2 separate regions of the Mus musculus genome follow, and region 1 is linked to region 2. A link is a contact called in public Hi-C data. All regions are on one chromosome and are shown on one strand. The core of a region is the stretch at or near the end of the contact, and the rest is flanking DNA. Distances in the headings are between cores, read along the strand shown.

What was found. A called contact is a pair of places that touch in the nucleus more often than the background predicts.
Region 1: a Hi-C map of muscle stem cells shows a contact between it and region 2, with 1.6 times the contacts expected there. The contact joins two enhancer-like sites.

What each region holds. Positions count from the first base shown.
Region 1 is chr10:96,835,926-96,842,292 of GRCm38.p6, forward strand. No RefSeq gene overlaps it. Among named protein-coding and RNA genes, the nearest start is that of Gm46240, 62 kb to the right of the region's middle. Within about 2 kb of position 1,251, at least 13 of the 459 cell types and tissues checked have an H3K27ac peak or open chromatin away from gene starts, as enhancers often do. A contact at or near this core is called in muscle stem cells, where this site is marked.
Region 2 is chr10:96,458,937-96,465,380 of GRCm38.p6, forward strand. No RefSeq gene overlaps it. Among named protein-coding and RNA genes, the nearest start is that of Gm33843, 140 kb to the right of the region's middle. Within about 2 kb of position 1,840, at least 65 of the 459 cell types and tissues checked have an H3K27ac peak or open chromatin away from gene starts, as enhancers often do. A contact at or near this core is called in muscle stem cells, where this site is marked.

The DNA of each region.
Region 1 (6,367 bases), core at 1-2,500, 380 kb after region 2:
GGAGAGGGAGGGAGCGGGAGCGGGAGAGGGGGAGGGGGAGGGGAGGGGGAGGGAGAGGGAGAGGAGGAGGGAGAGGGGGGAGGGAGAGGAGGAGGGAGAGGGGGGAGGGAGAGGGGGAGGGAGAGGGAGAGGGGAAGAGGGAGGAGGGGGAGAGGAAGGGGGCTGAGTTAGATGAGAGATAGATAGATAGATAGATAGATAGATAGATAGATAGATGAACAGACAGGCAAACACACACATAAGCACAGGCAGAAAGAGAGAGAGAAACAGCGACAGAGACAAAAACAGCAAGAGACAGAGAGGTGATTCCATTGTGATGATTCAGTAGCTCTTTAGGACAAGTTTGAGTCGGAATCTTAACTGTAATTTGACTATGTTTCCTAGCATCAGTGATACCCATTCTCAGCCAGTCCACTGCAATCGCAAATTAGTCGCCCTTACAGCTCCCCACTAGGAGTTACCAGTGGGCTTTCTTTTCCACTAATAATGTGATACATAGACCTGTAAAAATAGTATGGTCCTTCTGGTAAATGTTGATGTTAGCTGCTGAGGTTGACAGAAATGCAAACAGAAGTGTGAGGTTGGAAAAGCACCACAGAGAGGCCAATCCTCCTGGTGGATGTGTCAGGGCAGGAAAATACCAGGGAAGGTTAGGGGGTGCTGCTGCTTCTTGAGTTAGATTGTTATTCTATATGACGATGACGATGACAACAAACAACAACAAGAACAACAACAACAAAAGTAGAATATACTATATGCCTGGCAGAAGATACCTGAGAGGCAGTTTATCAAAGTATGTCAGCTAGAGTTAGTGTCTGTCTGTAGCGACATTTATTTTTGTTTTGTTTTGTTTCTTTGAATAGAAATAGTTGTTACTTTAATAAATTCTCCTTATTAACTGTCTTAGAGACACAAAATGAAGGTGAGTCTTTGTGAGTGTGTGTGTGTGTGTGTGTGTGTATGTAGACACATGTTGTTTCTTGCCAGTAGCTGAATATTTCAAGGCAAGACCTGACAGTAATTAACTAGAATAGAAGCCAGGGCATATAAAATTTTTTTTAAAAGAAATTGAAATCCTGTGTGTTTGTGGGCATGTATTCCAAAGCAGAAAGGGTTGGAAGACAGCTGAGGCTTTGGGGAAATCCTGTTCGTGCTGAAGATTTGAGCAAACAGGCAAGTGAGCAAACAATGTCATTTTGGATTCCTGCTGGCGATTCAGAAAATTTGAATTGAAAAAACAAGAACTGCTTTCAAAGGTCTCCCGACAGCTGTCAGCTCCTCCACTGTCAGCCATTCTCCAGAGGCTCTAATAAGCCCTTCCTTGTCAGGTGTTTCTGTCTAAACAAGAAACTGCTAGTCTCCTACCTGCAACCACACCCAGAGCGCATCTACCTTTTGCTTATGCACGGATGCGTATGTATTATTATTGAACACAAACTCTTGTTCAGGTTGATCAGTAGGTTGTTTCTGTCAACCTCCTTCGCTGTGGTCTGTAATCTGTAAATGACTCAGCAGCAGGGATCTTGTGTAACAGGCAGTCAGACCCAGCTCTTCTACTGATGAACTAACGAGGAATCTAGAGAAGCAGCTGCCGCTGGGTTTAGACCTCAGTATCCTCAAACCTGTTGAGGCCGAAATACCTTACATTATTTTCCTACATCATAAATAATCAAGAGAGAAGGGAAATCAAGAAAAAAAATCCTAGAAGACAGCCTCTTCAAATATTTCTAAAAACTCTCACTGGTCTTCTGTAGCATTCAACATCCTTGCCCATTGCCCGAAGACATGTCACTTTCAGAGGTCAGAGACTTTTTAAAGAGGAGTTGGTTATTGTACAGTCAGACAGCACCTTTTCCTCCCATCCAAATTCTAACCAGGTCCAACCTTGCTTAGCTTCTGAGATCAGGGTAGTATGGCCAGAACACACCTTCCTCTTAGATAACTTTTTATGCTAATTTTGTCCCATTCCTTGAGAAATTCTTCACTGGTTTGCCCTGTCTACTCTGAAGTGTGTGATGTTCTGTTATCCATGCATTTTACAGTTTGTCCTCCTTTAGGGCGTCATATTCAAACTTGGAGTAATTCAAACTTGGCTTGCATTGTGGTCAAGTTCCTCTTGACTTCTCTTCTCCATCACTGTTGGATGTACTCTCTATCTATTTGGAGCCACTGCCTTGTTTTCTTTCTTTTGACTCCTTTTTGTAGTCCTGCGATATAAACCTACCCCTTACATATGTAGCACATGAGGGTTGCCCTCTATAAACCAAGCTACATGTTTCTGTCCTTCCTTTCTTGATTAAAATATTTCTAGACATGCAGTTCACTTAGCAAATTTACTTGAAGAGGAAATAACCTACTAGTTTTATTCAGTAAGAAAAAATAAAAAGCAAACCAAAAACCAACAACAACAACAAAAAACAAACCTAACAACAGAAAACCACAGGGGCTCTCAAAGAAGCCATCTCCTTCAAAGTACATTCTCACAACCAAAGAAATAAAATAAAGGAAAAGTGAAAGTAGAAAGGACTCAGGGGAAAGAAATAACAAAAAGAAGGAGCAGCTACAAATGATTGTGATTTGACATGTCCCCATAATCTTCTATAAACGAGTCCTCCCATGGACACAAACTGTCATCCTAGACAAATTCTGGCAAGGATTACCCCAGAGTTATGGAATTAAGCACACTGGGTAGCTATTCGAACTTTGCAACTGCTCCTTCTGGGTTCAAATGGACAATATGACAGAACAGAGAAGTAAGCCAGAGCTGCTAGGGAAGTGAAGGGGTGGTGGTGATGATGGTGGTGATGATGATGGTGGTGATGATGATGGTGGTGATGATGATAGTGGTGATGATGATGGTGGTGGTGGTGGTGGTGATGGTGGTGGTGTCAAGGAAAAGTACAGAGACAGACATGAGTATCTCTGTTTCTTGAATAAAGTTGGCCCAAATCTGACACCAACTCTTGAACCCTACTGCTTATGAAGCAGGTATAAAGCATGCCCCCTAGGCATGAAGCAAACATGATAGCGCTTCAGTTGTCTTCCAGGAGACAGAATAATCTCTTGGAAATCATAAACATGAATTGCTCACTATACGAGAGTAACAAAAGTCGCTGTCATATCTTTCACTAAAACCAGAGCGATTGGTTAAAGTGCAAGGGATATGATAAACACCCAGCCACAAATGAGATGTTTATAATACCTTCCCTCTTCCGAAGAAGTCTTCGAGTCAATCGAGGATTGTCTCACAACTGTAGTTGCCTGTATGAGATCTGCACCCGGTGAAGTCAGTAACAGTTTAGCATCAGCTCCTCATCACTACTGAGGACTTATTGACAGTTGATGGCTTCTGGGAGTGAGTCAGTTTTATCTAACTGTTTGACCCAGCACCCAAAAGCATATGTGCAGGATAGGTTATACTCAGAAAGCCTTAAAAAGAGAGAGAGGAGGAGGTAAACTTGGGACTGGGAAGGAATGGTCAAGGGTGGGTCTATGACAAGTTAGGGGGAGAATGGGGGTGAATATGAACATAGATCATGTGCATGCATAAAATTTTCAAGGGATTAATACGAACACTATAGGCTTTTGTAAAAGATACCTGTTGTCATTGAAAACAATCATTGAAACCAATGCAAAAATGGGTAGGGCTAAAAACGCTAACAGATATACTCAAATTCACTTCCGGATTGTTTGAAGATACTTGACCCCTTATGACTTAAGTGTGTTTTCCAATCCTGAGTCTATATATATTGACCTAGAAAATGCATTGAAATTGATGGACACTGCTCATTCTGATTCAAGGCAAAACAGTTCTTAATGAAGGTTACTGTTGCGGGGTCAAATGGGTTTGTGGTTTAGGATTTTGTTTTTAACTGTCATGTTGAGGAAAGTTAGGCAAATATTTGCCCTTTGCTATAAAAGGCTTGACTTTGTTTCCCTTGTTCCATGTTTAGTTGCTTCTGGGAGGTCCTGGCTTCTCACTGTTGCCATACACATGCCAGGAGAAAATTTAGAAGCTTGTCAAGTCTTAAGCCTATCACTAAGAAAGGAAACAAGTGAACCAGCGATTCCTGAACACCATGTATTAAATTTTTTTTCATAAGAACATATGAAAATAGTAAGTCATATATGTTATTTAAAGCCAATAGGATGATCAAGGTCACCGAGCCCTGACTGACAAATCATCCACCTATCTCCTAAGAATGATGGGCAACAGTCAACGTCTTCTTATTTAGGACCATCTAAATCCATCTTTGCTTTCCCACACATCATCTATGTTAAAGAGATTTATGCCCATCTTTTGGCAAAATAGGACAAAAAAAAAGTTCTATCATGATTTTACCAAGGGCAGTGGTCAAGTTGAAAAACTTTACCAGTGTTTGAAGTTTTACCTACTCAGTAGTTTACCTAAACCAGTAGTTTACAATCTACTTTGGGAAAAAAGTAATTTGAAAGGTTGGAGAAATCACCCTCTTATGGAAAAATCGCCTGGTCTTTCCTGCAGAGAATTAATTATCGTGTTGGAAACAGTCTGCAGTTCACTTCTCCCTGCTTCCTTCCGTAGTCATGAATAAGAAATCCCTACTTTCAGGCTCACAACAATTTGTAGTAGCCAAAGTATAAGTGGAATCTGGATGTTGTTTATATGAACAAGGGGACAAATGTGTAGACATCCTTTGCCTTTGTCTCCATTGGCCAGATGTTCTCATTTCTTGATGATATGAATGGAGGCATGGCACAGGCCAGAGAGAGCTGGTCCTCCCTCTGTGACTTGTTCATGTCTAGAATATAATCTTGGCATGATGATGGATTAGTCTATGAAAATTTCATTAGTTCCCATTCCTAATGTTGTTCTTGACTTCTTAAAGGCTTGATGCTTACATCTCCAAAACAGAGTGACATTTCTGTTTACATCATAAGCCTATTGTAAATATACAAGCACAGTCATCCCCTAAATTACTTGATACAATACCTAAGGTGCCACAATCAGTCCACAAATTTTAGTTTGTTTTTACTTTGTGTGTGGGGATGTTTTGCCTGCATGGATGAATATCCATCACATCTATACTATACCCTCAAAGGTCGGGAGAGACTTACACATCTAGCATTAAATTTATGGGTGTTGTGAGCTGCCACGTGGGTGCCGGAAATTGAACCTGGGTCTTCTTGAAGAGCAGCCAGGACTCTTAACCACGGAGCATTCTCTTCAGCCTTTAGTTGCTGTTTTTAATATTCATGTTTATTTGACTTTATCAGTCTTAAGTATTTTCCTTTTGGTCCTTTTTGCAGAGAAATTAGTCTCTGTTATCTCATCGTGTGTTCATTAATAATGGCAGGCAGATCTGTCCGTGTTTCATAGCCAACAGCCTGAATTACTCACAGTCATCTCATCTGAAAAACTGGATAAAAGTCAGCAGGTTGAATGTTTTCCAGACTTTGGCTTCTAGTCCAGAGCACCTGGGATCTCAGTTAGTTCAGCAGAAACCCAAATTTTGCTGCATTTTTTTTTAAATGAGCATCCTTTCATCCAATGAAGAAAGACTGTCAAAATAACATATTCCAAAATGTATTTTGGTGCTGTTCAATTTATACATTTATAGAAAGTGAGAGAGAGATGTGGAATGTTCGTAAGTTGAACCTTATAGCTTCGAATCCTCATATAATCAGGTCCTACATGATTTGCATTAAGATCTAATCTGATAGAATTAACAACATATGATTGATCTGAAACTTCTGTGTTTGAAAATATTTGGCAATATCTAATAACAGTCTGACTGAGGCTATGAGCAAGGAGATCAAATTATGAATGATACATAGTTATTGACCCTCGGTCTTTCTTTCATTTTGTTTGCATCATTCTCTGATGTTATTTTATTAAAAATTTTCCTTTCCATACCCAGTCATCAGAAGTCTCATTTTGGGTGTCTTCCCAACTTATAGTAGTAGCTCATTTTAAAAATGTGTGAATTAATATGTGTGTGTGTGTGTTTGTGAGAGAGAGAGAGAGAGAGAGAGAGAGAGAGAATATGACACACATGTTTCTGCATCTAAATATCTCCAAAGTTGGAAGGCAACCTTGGATGTCATCTTTAGGACCATTTAAAACATGCTGACAATATTTCAAGAAAACCTGGAGACTTGATTCTGGCTATCCCTGCACATTTTCAAGGAAAATCCAATTGCATTATGGCTACTCTCAGGTGAGCCTGCTGAAAACTTGCCAGTTGTGCAGACCTGGCTTCCCAGGCTGCACTGCCAAGAAAATGATCATCTCTGCCATTACGATGACCTACTTAAGGTCTCATAGTCACTAGAGAATTGTGATGCGAGAAAGAAAATTCATAGGGTAGCATAAACTGCATTTTTA
Region 2 (6,444 bases), core at 590-3,089:
TTTATTATTATTAGTGTGTGCATTGTGTGTGTGTGTGTGTGTGTGTGTGTGTGTGTGCACGCGAGAGTGCATGTGTACACACTTGCAGACACATGCATGCCATGGACTCATGTGTACCATAACACATATGTGGGAGTCAGAGTACGGCTTTCCTGAGTTGGTTCTCCTCTTCAACTAAGGGTTCCTAGGATCAGTCTCGGGTCCTCAGGCTTGTGTGGTAAGCACCTTTATCTACTGAGCTGTCTCTCCAGGCCAAGGGCTTTAATATTTTTATATGAGTTTTGCAGTGGACGTGTATGGAAGCATGAAATGCTATGTTTTTCCTTACGCTAGCATCTTAAAGAAAAGGGTTTTTCCAAGTTCCATTCTATGACTCACAGATTAGCTTCCTCTCCTTCAGAAGCCTGCTGCTCTCTAAGAAGTCTGAGTAACTCCACAACACCACAAGGAAGCTCACATTGGCTATGAGCAGATGCCAGAGGGTCATATTCAGGGTCACCGGGTGACTGTCCTGTGAGCAAGGCTCTACTGAACCTTCACCCCAAATGAATGCAACCAAAAGACATGAGCTGACAAGACATAGGGCTGAAAGTCTGCCTAAACTCCTGACATTCAAAATCTTAAAAATCTGCTCTTATTTTTAAGCCATTAACTGAAACGGTTTGTAACATAAAAACAGACCATCAAACTGAGGAAATTGGACAGATTTTTGGCACCATCGAGGTGGACCCACATTTATTTAACTTTATATAACTGGTCACAAATTAAGTCTGGGAATGGGCATGGTCCTGAAAGCCTTTATAAGATTGTCACATAGAATTAGAGTTTGTGGCCATGAACTATCTAAAACTGTGAGTGTTGGAGACTGAGCTGGGAAACCACACTGAGTCTGAACAGTCACAATTTAGCAAGTCGTTAACATCTGGGATTCACCAGAGGAACACAATGAAACAAAACTTTCTTCCTAACAGTTCTCTGTAGCACACTACTTTGCACAAGGCGTGCAGCAGAGAGGTAAAGAACTCTGCAGCCAGAGGTTCCAGGAAGACAGCAGTGCCTTCTCCCTAAATGATACACGAACACCTAAGCTCCATTTCTGCCAAGTGCCTTCTCCAGGACAGCACATCTGCCTTACACAGAAAGGAAGAGAACGGATCCTTTTTTTTTTTTTAAGCTACATTTTCAGAATTGAATTCAGTGCCTTGTATTCGGTTGTAAGCTGAAATTTAGGTGAGGAAACAGCTAGACAATTCTCACTTAAAGCCTGAAGAAAGGGTTTTAAGATTCTACATTGCAGAGATGGCTACTGGGTCCTTTCACATATGCTGGGAATTCGTTAAGGGGCTGTGTATGCCAAGCCACGCCACCAATTCCGAGACATTGACTCTAACTGAGATGTCTTTATTCTGGTCACACCGGCAGAGTCGCACCTCAGCTAATGTCTACTGACGCATGACACTTTTGCCTGCCCTTTAAGCCATTTATATATTTGCTTTAGGCAGCGTGCACTCTGTATCTATTGATATATAACTGTCACGGGGGTGAATCTAAAACGCCAGGGTTGGAGGAAAAGGAAGGAAGGAGAGAGGGAGGGAGGGAGGGAGGGAGGGAGGGAGGGAGGGAGAGAAGGAGGAAGGGAGCGAAAGAAGGAGGAAAAAAAAAAAAAGCACTGGCTTGCCCTGGAAGGCTGTCTGCTTTTTGAAGCTTCAGATTTCAAAAGCCACAGTCAGTGCTGTGGTGGTTTTGATTATAATTGTTGCTATGTGGCCCTCGTGGTTTTCAGGGCACCTCGTATGTGACCACGCGTGGAACAGGCTGAATAGCGCTGATTAGTGCATGACTATGACACAGAACTGTCTAGAGGTCTTCCAGGCCCCTGTGCTCTCTGGGAGGGGAATGCCCTGAGGCTGGGCTGTTCAGCCTTTGGATGTGTTAACATGAAATAGTTTCCCCGCTCCAGTTTCCACTCGCGCGCGGTTTTTTTCCTGGCTCCAACTTGGTGACCTAATTCTCTAATTTCCCCCCTCAGAGAACATACTTTTTTCTTAAATTATTTTTTTTCTATGAAATCTACACCACTCCCTCCACCTCCTCTCTTTTGATTTCTTATTCAGCCTGGAAACCACCTCACCATTTGTAATTAGCCTGAATACTGGAGGGAGGGAGAAGGGCTCCCCTCAGGAAATAGCCAGAATAAAGCAAGTCCCCCTTCTAAGAGCAGGGAAGAGAAAGGCAGGCCCATGTAAGATGATTAAATGTCCCTGCCTTTTCATCTCCTGCAAAGCTCCAAACCCTGATGAGGGCTATTCTTTGCTCTACTTTGTAGGCTTAATTGACTCATACCACACAGCCTCAGCTTATGAGACTAGACACACTCAGCTCTACTCTCTGAGAATAAATGTAGAATGGGAATCCACAACTTTCAAATGTTACGTTAATGACACGTTATGTTTCTAGGTTGGTCTTTTCTGGATATATATGTAAATGTGTGTACATATAAATGCAGAGGCTGGGGGCTGGCATGCAATATCTTATTCAAGTGATGTCTACCACTTTTTTTTTTTGAGACGAGATCTGTTTCTGAATCCAGAGCTCACTAATTTGGCTAGATTAGCCAGTGAACTCCAGAGGTCAGCCTGTCTCCATACACTCTTGACAAGATTCTAGTCACATGTTGTCTACGTGCATGTTGGGGGTCTAGATTCAGGTTATCCCTCTTGCATGCCAAGCATTTTACTATTTATGGCATCCCTCCCCATTCTACCTGTTAATATCATCTTGACCTAATTTTGCCATGTGTGTATTACTGTGTGTTTTAGGCTCTTAGAAATACCATTTCTATGAAAGAATCTGTCATGTTTCTTGTGTTTCCCTTTACAAATTAGGTTTCTTTTTTTTTTAGGTATTTTCCTCATTTACATTTTCAATGCTATCCCAAAGGTCCCCCATACCCACCCCCCCAACCCCCTACCCACCCACTCCCCCTTTTTGGCCCTGGCGTTCCCCTGTACTGGGGCATATAAAGTTTGCAAGTTCAATGGGCCTCTCTTTGCAGTGATGGCCGACTAGGCCATCTTTTGATACATATGCAGCTAAAGACAAGAGCTCCGGGGTACTGGTTAGTTCATATTGTTGTTCCACCTATAGGGTTGCAGTTCCCTTTAGCTCCTTGGGTAATTTCTCTAGCTCCTCCATTAGGGGCCTTGTGACCCATCCAATAGCTGACTGTGATCATCCACTTCTGTGTTTGCTAGGCCCCAGCATAGTCTCACAAGAGAGAGCTATATCTGGGTAAATTAGGTTTCTTTAAATAATAACATCTACAGTTCAGTCTGTCCTCTGTTCAATATTTCGCTTCTATTATCCAAATCAGTATGGCAGGTAATGGGAAAGTAGTCACTGGAGTCTCTATTTCATAGATGCAACATCTTAAGTGTGGTGTTCTCATAATTCGCCTAAAAGGCACAGTTACTGTTAGGCCTGAGAACAAAACCCAGGGGTCCCGATTGGCAAAACTTCATATCAGTCACTTACCTAAAGCACCTTTCAGTGCTTTAGTCCACCGCCAGTTTGAAGACTGTTGAGAAAAGAGGGAAGAGGAAACCAAAGAGCCAGGAAGTGAAAGGAATGAGAACACTTCCCAGCCATGTAGAGGACATGGGCAGTGGGGAAATGCTTATAAACTGACTAAAAGACATGCTTGAAAACTGACTGCTGAACTTGACAATCTCTAACATCCCCTCAATGCTACATAAGTCGATACCCAATCTACTTTAGTATAGAGTAAAGCAGTCACTACAACCTTTAGAAAGGTCTTCCTCTCTCCTGTTGAGTACAGCAAACATTCATTTCCAATTTCCTGCCAAACAGAGTTTCATCAATTTATCCTTTATTGGGTATAACAGTGAGAAGCAGGCACCTTCCCACTGGGCACCAAGACCATGGCTTTTTATTCCCTTCTATATAGCTTTGTAGTTTTTTTCAAATACCAAAATGAATAACTAAATATACAACTATAATTATTAAAATTTCAAAATATCCATTGATCTGAACTAGTTTATCAAATTGATAATGATGTTGTGTATTGGCCATTTGAGTGCTTTGTTGAGAAACAATCTCTTCAGATGAATGTCTATTAACTAAATAATCTGTTACCATTCTAAATTTCCTGGCACCAGAAAACTCCACAATGAATCAGGTGATTAATCTATGTGGAGAAAACAAAAGACAATCTAGTTCTTGGCTGAATCATTTATGAAGTTCCTGGTGTTACCAATGTACCAAAAGCTGAGTTTCCAGAACCATTTCTGCTGAGAAGTGGCTGGCTGGCTGGTTTGAACAAAATCTCTAACAAGACTGTGGGTGAAATCACTGGTGTCCATGATCATTGGTCAATAGACCCTCAGGAACCTACAGGAAATGTAATTTCATTTTACCTTTGAAGTTCATGTTAAGAATGTTCACTTTTGTGACCCTGGCATTGAGATATTTTTGTAATTTCCCATGGCTTAAGGGCTTTTTTCATGGTGCATTAAGTATCTACCATGTTTAAATAGCATTACAGCCTGTTAAATCTATGACCCACAAAATAGGAAACTCAAAGGCATAGTAGCACAATTTTTAGGAATGGTTTTCTGAAAGGTTATTTCTCTGTAAAATAGAAATGAAGCTATGTCCTTTATGTAAAGAACGAGATTTTGTCTTCTTGGGATCCTTGGCTAGCAAAAAAAAAATTTTTTTAAAGAATTCAATTACCTCCACCTAATTTCCTCTCTTGCATCTATTTTTGCTTCTTTCAGGGAATATTGCTAGATTTGGCTGTGGTATCACATGCTTAAGACATCAAGGGTCATTGCCTATAAAATTCATGACTTACTTTCCATGCCAAAGTTTGACTACACCTGTATGTCAAGTCTCCCAAAAGAAACTTCACACTGAGGAAAATATCTCCAACAAGAGTGCTCTAGTTTTGCTTGGCTTTGGTCTTATGAAATGACTCACCAAACACTTCTACAGGCCTTTTCTCATATTGAATAAATAAAGTATACCTGGATGACTAAGTTCTAGTCACTAACTGTGCTAACTAGCTGTTACTTAGAGACAGAAGATTTGATCGTGGTTTTTGTCCTCTATAATGAAGCTACTTTGCCTTTGAAATGGACCTTTGGGAAAAAAAATCATCATTTGACTTCTGGGCATAATGTCTCAGTGTTGATTGAATTAAAGGATCTAGCCAGAAAGTCACTTGATTAATCATGTGCTAATCTGTGCTTCTATGCTTAATAGACATAGTTCAAAGGACTAAAGAATCATTTCTACAACAGCAACAAAAACTGACCCAATCAATTCAACCCCAAAGTAATTCACTACAGTGAATTTGATTTCAAAATCGTGGCCTTAAAGAGGGTGTTTCAGTTACTGTGGCAAACATCATGACAAAGACAGTTTATAGAAGAAAGAGTTAATTGGAACTCATAGGGAGTGAGTATTGGGGCTCACAGTTTCAGGAGTTGTCCATAGACATCAGGGTAAAAAGCATGGCAGCAGGCAGGCAAGCAGGCAGGCAGGCATAGTGACTAAGCAGTAGCTGAGAGCTTACATTTTGATCCAAAAGCATGAGGCAGAGAGGGCTAACCGAGATTGACATGGGTTTTTGAAAACTCAAAGTCAGGCTCAGGTAACACACCTCCTCCAACAAAACTACACCCCCTAGTTCTTTCCAAACAGTTCCACCAACTGGAGACCAAGTATTCAAACCTATGATATATGGGAGGCCATTCTCTTTCAAACCAACACAAGGGAGAACATTAATTTGAGGGGTTTCTTAGAACAGTGGTGAGTTTATAATATGGGAAGTTCTAAAAGAAGAAGCAGAGCGAATATTATGGGAGTTTATGCTAAGTACATGTGGTTTACAGAAGGGAGAGATGCTTCCTAATACTCCTGGAGCCTCACCATCATCTTCAGCAGGACTAAACTCTCTCCACTGAGCAATCTCACTACATGCTATGCAAGATAGTGTATGTATAAATTACAGGTAGGAGTGTGATATCCCAGTTAAGATGAGACAATGGTAGACTGTCTTTCTGACATACCCAAAAGTCCCACGCTTGATCCTCAGCACTGCAGGAAAACAAAATCAGGATATAAACACAGATACGGGCAGTGTCACAAAAGTGCAATAGCATGGAGTGTTCGCTCTCCCCCAACCATCTAAAACTCTGTTTATGACTGATTCTGTTTACCGGGCACTTTAAAGATGTACTTAGCTTCAGAGCTGTATTAAAGTTACATCTTCCTACATTATGTCTGACATACCAGTTGTTTTTTAAACTATGAATTTTATATTTATTTAAAATATTGGTAACTTTAATCTTGTTTTTTAAAAGATCATCATTATTATTATTATTAATTATTATTATTATTATTATTATTATTATTATT